Linked DNA regions of Mus musculus: region 1 is linked to region 2. A link is a contact called in public promoter capture Hi-C data. All regions are on one chromosome and are shown on one strand. Each heading gives the region's core, a stretch centred on a gene start, on an enhancer-like site or on the middle of the called end of the contact. The rest is flanking DNA. Distances are from core to core; before and after follow the strand shown. Region 1 overlaps Htra1 (HtrA serine peptidase 1). Region 2 overlaps Plekha1 (pleckstrin homology domain containing, family A (phosphoinositide binding specific) member 1).

Region 1 (6,167 bases), core at 2,455-4,954, 75 kb after region 2:
TCCTTCCCTCCTTGGTCAGCTTTGTGCTCTGAACATCTGCATTGTCCTGCAGACACAATTCCTGTGCAGCAAAGCAGGAGGAAGCACGCACTTGTGTGAGGTGAGCCCAGAGTGAGCTTATCTCCTGTGGCCGGGCTTCGCTCCGTCACCTGCATCTTCACTCAGCTGAGACACGTGCTGCAGCCCAGATCTTGTGGGACCTTTCATGGGGATGGAACTCGGTTGCTTTCACCTGGTGAGCTGCCTTACTGGTTCTCTCTGTGCTTCTGAGGAGTCATGGTGCTAAAGGGCGCCTTGTCTTTGTGTGGTGTCTGTAGTGGTGGCGGCTGCCTTCTGACTGAGCGAGCGAGCACGCGAAGTTGATGGAGAAGAGAGGAGGATGCGCTTGGACCTTAATGTTGTCCTTCAGCTTTTGAAGCCTGGCCACAACACATGGCTGTGACTGGTTTGGATTTGGCTTCATGTTCCCTGCACGTGAGACACACACAGAGCCTTACAGTATAATTCTGGGCTGGTATTATAGACAGTCCTGTGCCCAGTTGCCCGCAGCAAGGGGGTGGGCTCCTTTCCTCTTCCCTCTTGAGCCCCGGTGGTTCATCCGTGCTCTGCCCACCAGACAGGAAACCTGGGGAGCTGGACTGGGTATGTTGCTCCTTGAAGTCCTATGCCAGGCACTGGGAAGACAATTTGTTGAGACTGTCCCCCTCTCAGGTCCTGGGGGTAAAGCTTCTGGGCCTGCTTGGCCTGGTGGTGATAAGTTAACCAACCAGGAAGACCTTTTTAGAACCATTCTATGGACCAAGCCCTCAACTTACTTCATAATTAACAACCAGCTATGGCTGGTGTTTAGTAATTTATGAGGATACTGGAAGCCTGGACTCTATGTCCAGAGTCACTGACACTGTCCCTTGGGCTCATTCTCTACCTACTCAGGTGACGCTGTGCTTATAACTTGGGAATTATGATTTTTTTCTTCTTAAGTTGTGGTGTGTGGCATGCAGGTTCCTATGCATATGTGTGCAAGTGTGTATATGGACAACTTTTTGGCGCCTCTTCTTATCTTTTACCTTGTGGTGGCTTGAATGAAAATGGCCCCCTGTGGAGAGGGTCACTATTGGAAATGTGGCATAGGTGTGGCCTTGTTGGAAGGAGTGTGTCACAGAGGGTGGCTTCTGAGATTTCAGAAACTCAAGCCAGGCCCAGTGTCACTCTCTTCCTGCTGTCTGCTGATCCAGATGTAGAACTCTTAGCCAACTTTCCAGTACCATGTCTGCTTACCTACCACCATGCTTCCTACCATGATGATAATGGACTAAACCAGCCCCAGGTAATTTTATTTTTACATATGTATATATAAGAGTTGCCCGGGGCGTGGTGTCTTTTCACAGCAATAGAAACTTAAGACACACCTTGTTGAAGATCTCTCTTGTTTCTGCCACTGGCTTGCATGTAATTATCCAGGCTAACTGGTCTTTAAGACGATGCTGTATCTCCTGTTTCTGTCTCCCATCTTAAAGTAGGAGATAGGTGGCACTGTGTGTGGCTTTTTTCTTTTTTTAATTAGGTTTCTAAGAGTAGAACTCAGATCATCTGGCTGCCTGGAGGAGCCATCTTCCCGGCACTAGGAATTCTTCTCTTTCTCTAGTCTCTCTCATGACTTTGATGATACTATTTAGCATGAGGCAGTGCCCTGAAGATATGGTGGTTATACATCTTCCTTCTTCATAGCTTTCTCTTCTGCTGGCCTCTCAGGCTGCTGTTTCTCTTCAGCCTGGTGAGAACTCCCTGTGAGAGAGTGACCGTATCTTCCACATCCTACAGAGCTGCTGGCCCTCCTGATAGAGGCGGAGGGCTCCTTCTTGGCTTTAGGATATGGAACCTCAGAGCCATTTTTCCTGACTTCATCTCATGACTTTATTATGCTTACAAATTGCCTTTTCGCATCTCCTCAGCTTTGAGGCCAGCAGGAGTGGCGGGTGGGTCCCTTCCTTCTCCTCAGCCTTTGCAACTGTCAGGACCGTTGTTTGTCCCGTTTACTTCTTCGGGGAGCTTTGAATTGATGGATGGGGGGATGTGGGACGGGGCTGTTGGGAAAAGAGTTGGTCTCTTGGATGGACTATGGTTGGCATTGCTTCAAAGGGAGCCCCAGACAGAGCGTCTGCAGCCAGGAGCCTGGAGACGGCTTTGATGTGGGCTCACGGGGAAGCAGCCTGCGGACACAGAGCAGGGACCCTGAAGTGTGGCAGGGTGCCCGCAAGGTCAAGGCTGCAGCGTGGCTGTGCCTTCCAGCCTTGTACATATATTTCATCTCCTCTGTCCCCCCCCAAGAGTGTGACTGTCTAGACAGGGATAGAATTAAAAGCTCAATTACTGAGCAGGAATTTGGCCAGTGAAAGCTTAGCTACCGAGCAGACAGGCCTGGGTGAGGATTATGGCAGAGAATGAGCCCCATTTTGGACCTAAGTAAGGCTAGCAAGCCTGAGGCTCACGGCCAGCCAGCACCTGCAGGGAGCAAGGGCCAGAAGGGCCCCTCAAGGCAGCTTGACCTCATGGAGTTGTAAATCTGGCTTGGCAGCCACCTCCGCACCACCTCACTCTCCCATACAGGGATTTCTGCCTATAATTGGAGTCCGGCAATTAGAATTCCTGCCTTATGGGGATGGAGGCCTGTGGCTGGGAACTGGTTCTCCAGCTTAACCAGGCTTCTTATGGCTGAGAGAAGCTCTTCCATCTTGAGCCTCAGTTTCTATATCTGTAAAATGGTGGGTTTGTGTGAGTGTGAGGGTATGTTATGTCCCCAAATCATCAGATTGCTCTGAAAGCACTTTGTCATCTGGCAGTGAAGGTTTTGTTCCTTTCATATAAATGGAGAATTTCAACTGTGATATCCCTCTCCTGACCCAGCTACTATGTGTCTGCCTGTTTAGCTTTCATGTGCACAGTCACCCTTCATGATTTATAACATATATTTAAGGAGACATGCTCATCGGGACTGCCCACCTGGGCGGGTGTGACAGAGTGATCACACGGCATCCTTGTGGATTCTTATCATTGGTTGTCCCCCTTGTCCAAGCCCAATATGGACACCTTGGTGACAGTGGATGAGACCATTGTTCTTGAGCCTGGCGTGTCCTCTCAGTGTTCAATAGCATAGAGGCCTCTGTCTCCTGCCATTGTAGAGGTCTCTGCCATCTGTCCATATAGCTTTCTCCCAAACATTTGTCTCCCTTCTAGCATCCGCTGGGCCTGAGCTCAGACTTGGGACAGAAGCACTGGACAGGGTGTCTAAAGGCTGTATGAGTTAAACCTGCATCTCTGGATCTCCTCCAGAGGCTGTGGCTGGAGGGTGTTACAGCCAGATGCTGATAAAGATTCTCACATCGGATCACCTCAGACCTGATTTAATCCCCACTGTGTAGCTGGCCCCACTGTCCCATGTCTAAGCTTGACTCTTATCTGTGTAGTTCTGCTTCCTGGGATGTCCAGACTGCCCTGCTGCAGGCTGTAGCCGCCTCTCTTGCCTGTCCTTCACAGTTATCCCCGGAGCTTCAAAGACAGGACTTCCAGCCAGCCCCAGGCCCCAAAGGAATGGTACTGTCCTGGTGGGCCTCCCCCAGTGTGGACAGCACTCACCAGCAGCCAGACTCTGCCCCACCCTGCCATGATTGCTGAGGTCATTCTTGGCAGAGCTTGCTGGCAGGGATTGTTGGCATCCACCCAGGACAAACATGTCGTGCTGAGCTTGCTGCGTGCCATTGGATGTTGAGTGGGTCTGCGTAGGGAATGCCATAGACTCCGGCCTCAGGTGACCTTAAAGTGGAAGGGTCATAGCCAGTGTGGAACTGTGTCTGGCAAGGTGACATACCCCTGGCTTGTCACAGCACAGTTGCTGGAATCCTTCATTGGATTTTCAGTCATTTGAATACTAGTCAATAGCTGACCCACTGGCCAAGCAGGCTGTTTCCTGAGAGGCATTCAGGCTCCTAATTCATTGTTATCCTAAGTCATCATCCTAACAGACCAGTGAGATTAGTGGGCTGTCTTAATCCCACTGATCAGATGAGGGGCCCATGCTTGTCATGCAGAGTTTCAGTTTGGCAGCCTGGCCCCAGCCCCAGATGGCTGGGTTACCCATCTCACCATCCCACCATCCCACCACCACCCACACTGGCTTTTTTTTTTTTTTTTTTTTTTTGTAATTTATTCTTTTTCAAGGTGAATGAGTTTCCCTTAGGCAGCCAGCACTAGCCTTTTTTGGACTTTATGAGCAATGCATAGAAAATTCAGGATTTCTAGGCTATGTGGGAGGAAGAAAGCAGGCCCTGGGTCATGTTAGTGGGAGAAGGCAGCCCGTAGCCCTTTTCCCCAGCCCTTCAACCTCCATGGTCCTATCTTGTTCTGAGGAGTTATTTAGGGCTCCTGACTCTGCCCAGTATCTAGAGGGCACAGGAGATGGGATGTCCTCAGCTGAATCCTCAGCCTGCATAGTCTGGGAGCAGGTATAGTGATAGGGACTTTCCCAGTGTGCACAAGAGAGACAGTCCACCATTTGGGTCCTGGGTGCTGCCAGCCCCTCTGCTTGTCCCTGTGCCTCACACCACAGGGTGCACAAGAAAGGCAGTGTGAGTGTCTGCCTCAGGGCTCCCCACATCCCAGGCCTTAGGAAGGCTATGTGTGTGGTAAAGTAGACCCTTGATTTCTTGATTCCTCCAAGGCACATGGGCTCAGGATTTCTGTCTGGGATTTTGATCTTTAAGTCTTAAACCTAGGTTGTCTCTCCATGTTCTCTGTCCAGATGCACAGATGTAGAAACAGTCTATCACCTTTTCCCATTTTCCTTGGTACAATTGTCTTCTGTTCCATTGACTCGATAATGACCTGTGGTGTGTGGATTATATGGTAGGGGCTTGTCCCTCAGGAGAGGGGTGTCCACCCCAAGCTCAGCTCCTAGGGACCGGGACTGTCCTTTGTATTTGTATTATTCAGCTTGCTAAGCCACAGCTCCGTTTGTGCTTACAGGGAAAGCTGCCAGTCCTGCTGCTCGGCCGCTCCTCAGAGCTGAGACCTGGAGAATTTGTAGTTGCCATTGGAAGCCCCTTTTCTCTTCAAAACACAGTCACCACTGGGATCGTCAGCACCACCCAGCGAGGCGGCAAAGAGCTGGGACTTCGGAACTCCGATATGGACTACATTCAGACAGACGCTATCATCAATGTGAGCCCTCTGCCCCCTCTACCTGCTGGGCTGGGGACAAGTTTCGAGCAGAGGAAGCTGGGCTTCTTCTTATTCGCAAACCTTCTTGTAGTCTGCATGATTTCCCAGAACATCTATGATGTTCTGGTGTTAGGAGAAATGTCCCACTTGGGGCTGTACAGAGTTGAACTATGGGGTTCTGAAGTGAGTGGGTAGCCAGTCTCATCCGAGGAGGAGGTAAAAGTGGGTTTAGCTACTCACAGTGGTCTCAGAACTAAATCATCTCACTGTGGCGCATCCCGAGCTTTGTGAAAATGGTCCAGATCCATTTTCTCAGTTAAATATTAGGTGATCAGAGACAAAGCCTGGGGAAGGCCCCTGCCAGCTGCTTCTACAATGCTTTGAAATCTGGGCAGAGACGATGATTGGGCGGTGGTGTGATACAGAGCCAACCTTTCCCTTTCTGTTCCGTTTCAGTATGGAAATTCCGGAGGCCCGTTAGTAAACCTGGTAAGGCTTTCCAGTATCTGTGCTGGGTTTGTTTCGTCTGTGGGCATGTCTTTGCTTTCTCTTTGCATGTGAGCTTGTCAGAACAAGCAGTCAGCTTTATAGTCAGCTATGTGAATGCCCTGTTCCTTTGCACCTTACCCCACCAGCCCTTTCTGGAAGCAGTAAGGTTAGAGGACTCTTCTTGTGTTTCAAGCCACAGGTGGATGCCATGGAGTTCAAGCCCAGTCTAGGCAGAAAGGGGACTGAAAGTCCCCACAGTACTGCCAGCTGCAGAAAGGTACCTTCAGCCTTGAGGGTTGCTGAGCGGAGATGAGCTGGCCTGGCTCGGATCCATGCCAGAACTCTCCCTGAATGCCTGTGGGTATGACGGGGAACCACCTGTTTGCTCACAGATGTCTCACTTAACCTAGACTTCAGCACTTCAGTATAAGGTTGAAGGCTTCAGGTCACAGAATGCCAGCGCT
Region 2 (6,106 bases), core at 2,347-4,846:
TTGAAATTTCCTTGTGATATAACTGACAATTGAGACTTAATTGTTCTTTGGAGTTTTTTGGAGTTCTTAAAATTTTAATTGACAGGCTGGAGAGATGACTCAGCGGTTAAGAGCATTGTCTGTTCTTCTAGAGGTCCTGAGTTCAATTCCCAGCAACTACATGGTGACTCACAACCATCTGTAATGGGCATCTGATGCCCTCTTTTGGTGTGTCTGAAGATAGTGACAGTGTACCCACATACATGAAATAAATAAATAAATAAATAAATAAATAAATAAATCTTTAAAAAAAAAAGAGGCTGGTTCTGGTTCTCTTAAAAAAAATTAACTGACTGACTTGTGGAATTGTAGCTTATAGATGCTGTAAATAACCAGGAAGTCTTGGGCATGGTTATAGTCACTTAGTTTTAAATACTACAAAGATTAGATAAAGAACTTTTAGACTTGATATCAGATACATTGTCCATAAAAGGACTGACGATTGCATATCATCAGTATTTCAAATGCTTGTTTTGTAAAAGACCCTGTTCAGAGGATGAATAGAAAAGATAAATAGAAGAAAAGTTTATAAGCTACTTATCCAGCAAAGGATTGTTATCTACAGAAAGAACTCTCAAACCCAAAACTTAACAAACCAAAAGTCCTTTTAAAGTAGACAAAGACGTTTCACCAGCAGCACTTAGTCTAAGTGAGCTTTGCTAAGTTTAGGTTTATGAAGGTTTTGTTGTTGTTGTTAATTGAATACTTTGTATGTGTGCATATGGGAGGGAGGGAGGAAGAAAGGAAAGAAAGAAAGAAGAAAGCCAGCCAGCCTCGCCCCAAGAAGAAGCACAAGAGACAGGAGTTTTGCAGAACTAGAAATGGGTGCTTGTGGTTGATCAGGAACAAGGAAGTTGAGATTAAGTGTCACAGGCTTACATTTTTTCTGAGGTAACATTAATGTAAGTATTTAAACTTAGAGCAAGAAAAAACTTTTTTTTTTTTTGCTTCATTTTAGAAAGAAGAAGTAAACGAATGTGGTGAGAGTCTGGATAGAAACAATTTGAAACGGTCACAGAGCCATCTTCCTTACTTTGCTCCTAAGCCACCTTCAGACAGTGCAGTTATCAAAGCTGGGTATTGTGTGAAGCAAGGAGCGGTGGTGAGTAGCTTACCTGTAGCTGGGAAGTAGGGAAGATGCGTGTCCCAGCAAGCTTGCAACTCAGAGCTCAAGTTGTGTGCTTTATTCTCTGAAAGACCCAGAGTGGAGAGCAGGCTGTTGCTGGGAAGGGTGTAGAGGGTTTGCCCCATGATTATCACCCAGTTACTTCCTTGGTCTCTGGGCAGTTGGGCAAGTTATGCCTATATCCACCAGCACTTAGTCTAAGTGAACGTTACTAAGTTTAGGTTTATGAAGGTGGTTGTTGTTGAATTGAGTACATGTGTGCATATGGGTAAGGGAGGGAACTTGAGCATGTATGTGCTCTGAGGTCAGAAGACAGCTCTGTCAGTTCTCCACTTCCACCTTCACCTGGATTCCAAGGTTCACATTTAGGCAAGTGCCTTTACCTGCTGAGTCATCTTTGCCACCAGAAAGTCCCGGGGAAAGAAAGAGGAGACCAGAGGTTTCCCAAGACAGACCGTCTATAGGTTGAGGCAGAATCTCCCTCAGGCTGTATGGCTTAGCTGTGGGCTTTTAAGGAGGTAAACTTTATTCCTAAATCTAAAGAAAAATTTTTACAGATTTTTTTGCTTAATTTTCAAACCTATTTTATTTTTATATGTATTTTTATTTTATATGTATTATCTTCAATGTATATCTGTGTGCCATGTATATGGAGTTCTAGTGGAGGCCAAAAGGAGGTGTAAGAGACCCTGGAGCAGTTTCCCAGTAGAAATGGTTGTGTTGCCGTTAGAGTGCTAGGAGTTGAGCCTGGGTCTTCTGGGAGACCATTCTTTTTTTTTTTTTTTAATTTATTTTTTATATGTAAGTACACTGTTGCTGTCTTCAGACACTCCAGAAGAGGGAGTCAGATTTTGTTATGGATGGTTGTAAGCCACCATGTGGTTGCTGGGATTTGAACTCCGGACCTTCGGAAGGGCAGTCGGGTGCTCTTACCCACTGAGCCATCTCACCAGCCCCCTGGGAGACCATTCTTAACCACTGAGCCATCTCCCCAACACTACTTACAGATGATTTAGGGTATTTAAACACTGATAAGAATATTTGTATAAAAGGGTATTAAACATTTTCTACATGGGTTTGCTCTATTTTGTATTTATTGTTGACCTGTTAAATATGAAATATTTGAGAAAGGACTCATGCATGTTGTAGATAGAGAGACCTGACGGGTTAATGACATTTCCCATGCTGATTTTTACCTTGTGGGCTGGGCTGACAAGAAGGGAAGAGGTGAACACCTCTTTCTTTTCCACTGTTCCAGATCAAAATCGTGAAATATCAGAGTTACTCATAAACTCTGAGAATGAGCTGCCCAAGGCCAAGACCGTCCTTCAAGGCTTGGTTAGCAGGGAAAGGGGTCATTAACCATCTCCCTTCGGAATGGGGTGTTGTTTCCGAGTACTTGGCATTTTGGATTGTGGGTTCATATTGGAATGATTAAAGGGTGATGAACATTTGACATTCTTTGAAGCCTCTGTCTGTTCTTCTCTGGTAGATGAAAAACTGGAAGAGAAGATATTTTCAATTGGATGAAAACACAATAGGCTACTTCAAATCTGAACTGGTATGCAGTCGCTTCATACATATGCCTCCAGGTGCTTGGCAGGTCACACTGCAGTGCTTGTGTGATTGTATGTTTGTGTGCCATTCTGGTTTTCTAATGGCCCAGTTCTGGTTTTAAGTGCACCCGTATTTCAGTCTATTTGGTTGTAATGCATTCGGTTAGTTATGTATTTCTTAAATATGTTTTAAGTAAAACTACCTTCAAGGAAGTGTTCCATCTTGATAGATCTAAAATTCTCGACAGCCCCACATGTAACTCTCTGTCAGAGGGACATTAGAAGAGGAGGTGTAGGAAATCCTCCAAAAGCAACATTCAGCCCTCTGCATGTCTGTCAACCTCCTCTCCCCTGCTGCATGTTAACTTGCTCTTTTCCTGTTTCAGATCACCTCTTAAGTTGTTTCTCTTGAGATAGCTTTTTCTAAAGGCAGAGTCAAAGACTGAGTCTCCCTCCTTCCTTGTTTGAGTTATGCACCATTAAGATGTCAATCCCCCTCTTCTATAAAACTGTGGGGCTTTCATATGCTGCATACTCTGAATGAGGGCATCAGAACAACTTTGTCCAGATTAGCTTCCTGCCCTGGTACATATGTTCCATGCCTGTGTTGTTCTGTGTAGGCTGTGTGTGGCTTTTGGGTGCTGGTAATGTGACCAGTGTGGTAAGGAAGTGAGTTTATTTCATTTCAAAATTAAAACCAATTTCATTTAGTAATTTAAATTTACAGTTCCTCATAGGCAGTGTTCTGTATTGGGAGCATCTTAGGGGTCAGTTATTTTAGAAAGCTATAAAGGCCAGAAGCAACCTATATAGTCTGCTGTAGACTGTCAGAGCCCATGTGCAGTGAGGAAGCTGTCTTTCCCTGCCTGAAGAACCAAGGGCAGAAAGTGGGAAGTAACAGACTAGAATGGTCACATGCATACTTGTCAATAAAATGAGGCAATATATCAAGGATAATAGAAACCAAGGTTCTTGGGATAAAAGCACAGCTTCTTGCTATAACTTAACAGACATAGACATAAATATATGTTCTTGTGTGAGTGCATTTAAATATAAAATATACTGTAGCTCCGTGTCTTAAGAAAATGATCATTTCTTCCCAAAAGAACCCAGACTTCATGGAGAAATGGCAGATTCTGTGGCCGGGCAAGAGAAATAAATGCACGGTTGGCTGGAATGTCTTACATCAGAAAGCAAGAACATGCTGAGAAAATGCTAGTCACCCAGTAGTCACCTTACAAATAGTCCCCTTACCAGATCATGGGCAGCGAGAGTATCAAAACACACAATGTTTATAACGTATTACAGTGCAAATATATATCTCTGTGTGCTCAGATAGATATGAGTAGATGGGTGGTGACTGAGCTCTTGTAGCTACAGTGAAGGAATAACAAGATGCTAAACAGGAGTGGGACAGCGATCTGAAATAACCACTCAGCACAGTGGGAGGAGAGCAGCTGTACAGGAAGAAGGCTGGCAGCACCACGCCCACCGGGCAGTCAGGTTCGATGAATTCAGTGGTGGCGAGAATGTCGGAACCTTGCGGGAGAGCAGGAAACGCACAGTGCGTCAGTCCTGTGCTGCCCCTGCTAACAGGATAGTCTGCGTTCAGTCCCCAGGTCACAGGAGCCACGTCCAAGGGAGGGGGCAGCCTACAAAATACAGTAATGGCTGTCATCTGCAGGAGTCTGTTCCTCTTTCTAGAGGAGTGAGGAACTCTTCTACACTAAACAGAAAGAGACAGCGAGAACACTGTCCCTGTAGGGCTGTGTGACCCACCTGCTGACTGGTGGCAGTAACGTGAGCACTTCAGGGTAGCATGCGGATTGCAGCAGCTCAGCTCCAAGCGGCTGTTCTTAGGCTCTTTTGTAAATTCATGATTGGTTCAGTGTTCAAGAAAGACAGAAAGGTGGGGAGAACTTTCTGGTAGAAAAACAAACAGGAATTACAAGCGGCTCATTCGGAAAGATTACGCTGAGTGTGGAGTGGAGTGGCAGCGTGCATGGCTAGTGTGTGTGTGTGTGAGTGAGGCCTTGGGTTAGAGCCGCAGCACTCCTAAGCACTACAAATCACTAAAGGTCTTCAGAAGTCCGTGACGACGCTCAGTGTCACTCAAGCTTCGGGGGATACAGGTGTGAGTGCACGGATAGTACTCACCAGTCATGAGGAGGCTGCGTCTGAGTGAAAAGCTCCCATACCCACTGTCCTCAGAGAAAATAAGTGGAGAGAAGAAATAGTATTTCTTCAAATTCTGTGTAGGTGAATGATGTTAGAAAAATCACCATTTGGCAGGCAGCTATGCCAATAATGATTTCAGGTAAGAATCTTCGATACTTGTAAGACCAGTGGGAGATTTTTGTTTTAAAATCTTAAAATCAAGTACTGCATAGATAGGCTCCAAGTGTCTCAGTAGAATACTTACTGGTCCTAGTGGTCCACCATGAACAAGTCTGCTGCTTAGTGACTGTCACTGAAACCAGAAACCGAGCTTCAGACAACAGTGGGTGTGGTGGCATGAAACTAGAGCTGTCCTGCTGCTGCAAGTCTCAGAAGGTGTTGGTCTGAGAGTAGCTCCATGTAAGATGGCTCGCTTTTGACAGGAAATGTCCTGCGTGTGCTTTTTTGCTAGGAGAAGGAACCTCTGCGGGTGATACCACTTAAAGAAGTGCACAAAGTCCAGGAGTGCAAACAGAGGTAAGGAAGGACCGCCTGACGCTGGCACAGCGCTGTCCGAAGAAGCAGGCCGCCCTCCCTCAGTGATGAGCTTACAGCCTGCTGCGTTCAACCCACTGACATTTCAGAAGTAGTTCAGTAGTAGAAAGGAAAAATTATTATAAACAATTTCTGAGATTTAACAAGTTGATGTATTTTTAGTTTTCAAAGGTGCTGCAGAGCAGGTTGTTGCAAGAAGTTGCATCAGCCGTGCCATGATGAGTTGAATGAACTGTAAACCCTTGGACTCTAACGTTGCTTTATGCATCTTCTGTAAATGAGCTGTGTAAAGCATGTGAATAGTAATGCAAAGCTGGAAAAGGCTGGGTGGTTTTGTTAAATTAGCGTTTTCTTTCTAACATTGATTGTCACTGAGTAAACAGCTGAAACTGTCAAACTGACTCACCTACAACAACTGGTGATCGTTTTTCATGACAGTGACATAATGATGAGGGACAACCTGTTTGAAATCGTGACGACATCTCGGACTTTCTATGTGCAGGTAAGACACTCCTTGGGGATCATAGATTCTCTTACAAGAAGTTAATAACATTTAGAGGTGAAATAAATGTAAATAAAGCTCTTTGGTGTTAATGAATATAATTTAGCAGCATATTGAAGGCTGTCAGGTGGTGGTGGGCGTAGGATCAGACCTGCGAGTGCTGTTAGGAAT

The links. Capture Hi-C pulls out chosen DNA fragments and counts their contacts.
Region 1: a promoter capture Hi-C map of adipose tissue shows a contact between it and region 2. The contact joins two enhancer-like sites. A contact is called at or near these places in 6 of 484 Hi-C or Micro-C datasets (Sertoli cells, embryonic fibroblasts, embryonic stem cells and 2 more), 1 of 115 datasets of contacts at active chromatin or transcription factors (embryonic stem cells) and 2 of 9 other capture datasets (adipose tissue and liver).

What each region holds. Positions count from the first base shown.
Region 1 is chr7:130,974,282-130,980,448 of GRCm38.p6, forward strand. Htra1 (HtrA serine peptidase 1) reads left to right here. Exons shown (of 9, transcript NM_019564.3): 4 at 5,020-5,214; 5 at 5,671-5,703. Among named protein-coding and RNA genes, the nearest start is that of Htra1, 41 kb to the left of the region's middle. Within about 2 kb of position 3,705, at least 123 of the 459 cell types and tissues checked have an H3K27ac peak or open chromatin away from gene starts, as enhancers often do. A contact at or near this core is called in adipose tissue, where this site is marked.
Region 2 is chr7:130,899,520-130,905,625 of GRCm38.p6, forward strand. It overlaps Plekha1 (pleckstrin homology domain containing, family A (phosphoinositide binding specific) member 1), which reads left to right. Exons shown (of 13, transcript NM_001346515.1): 7 at 998-1,141; 8 at 2,658-2,726; 9 at 5,351-5,415; 10 at 5,872-5,935. Among named protein-coding and RNA genes, the nearest start is that of Mir7061, 5.7 kb to the right of the region's middle. Within about 2 kb of position 3,597, at least 84 of the 459 cell types and tissues checked have an H3K27ac peak or open chromatin away from gene starts, as enhancers often do. A contact at or near this core is called in adipose tissue, where this site is marked.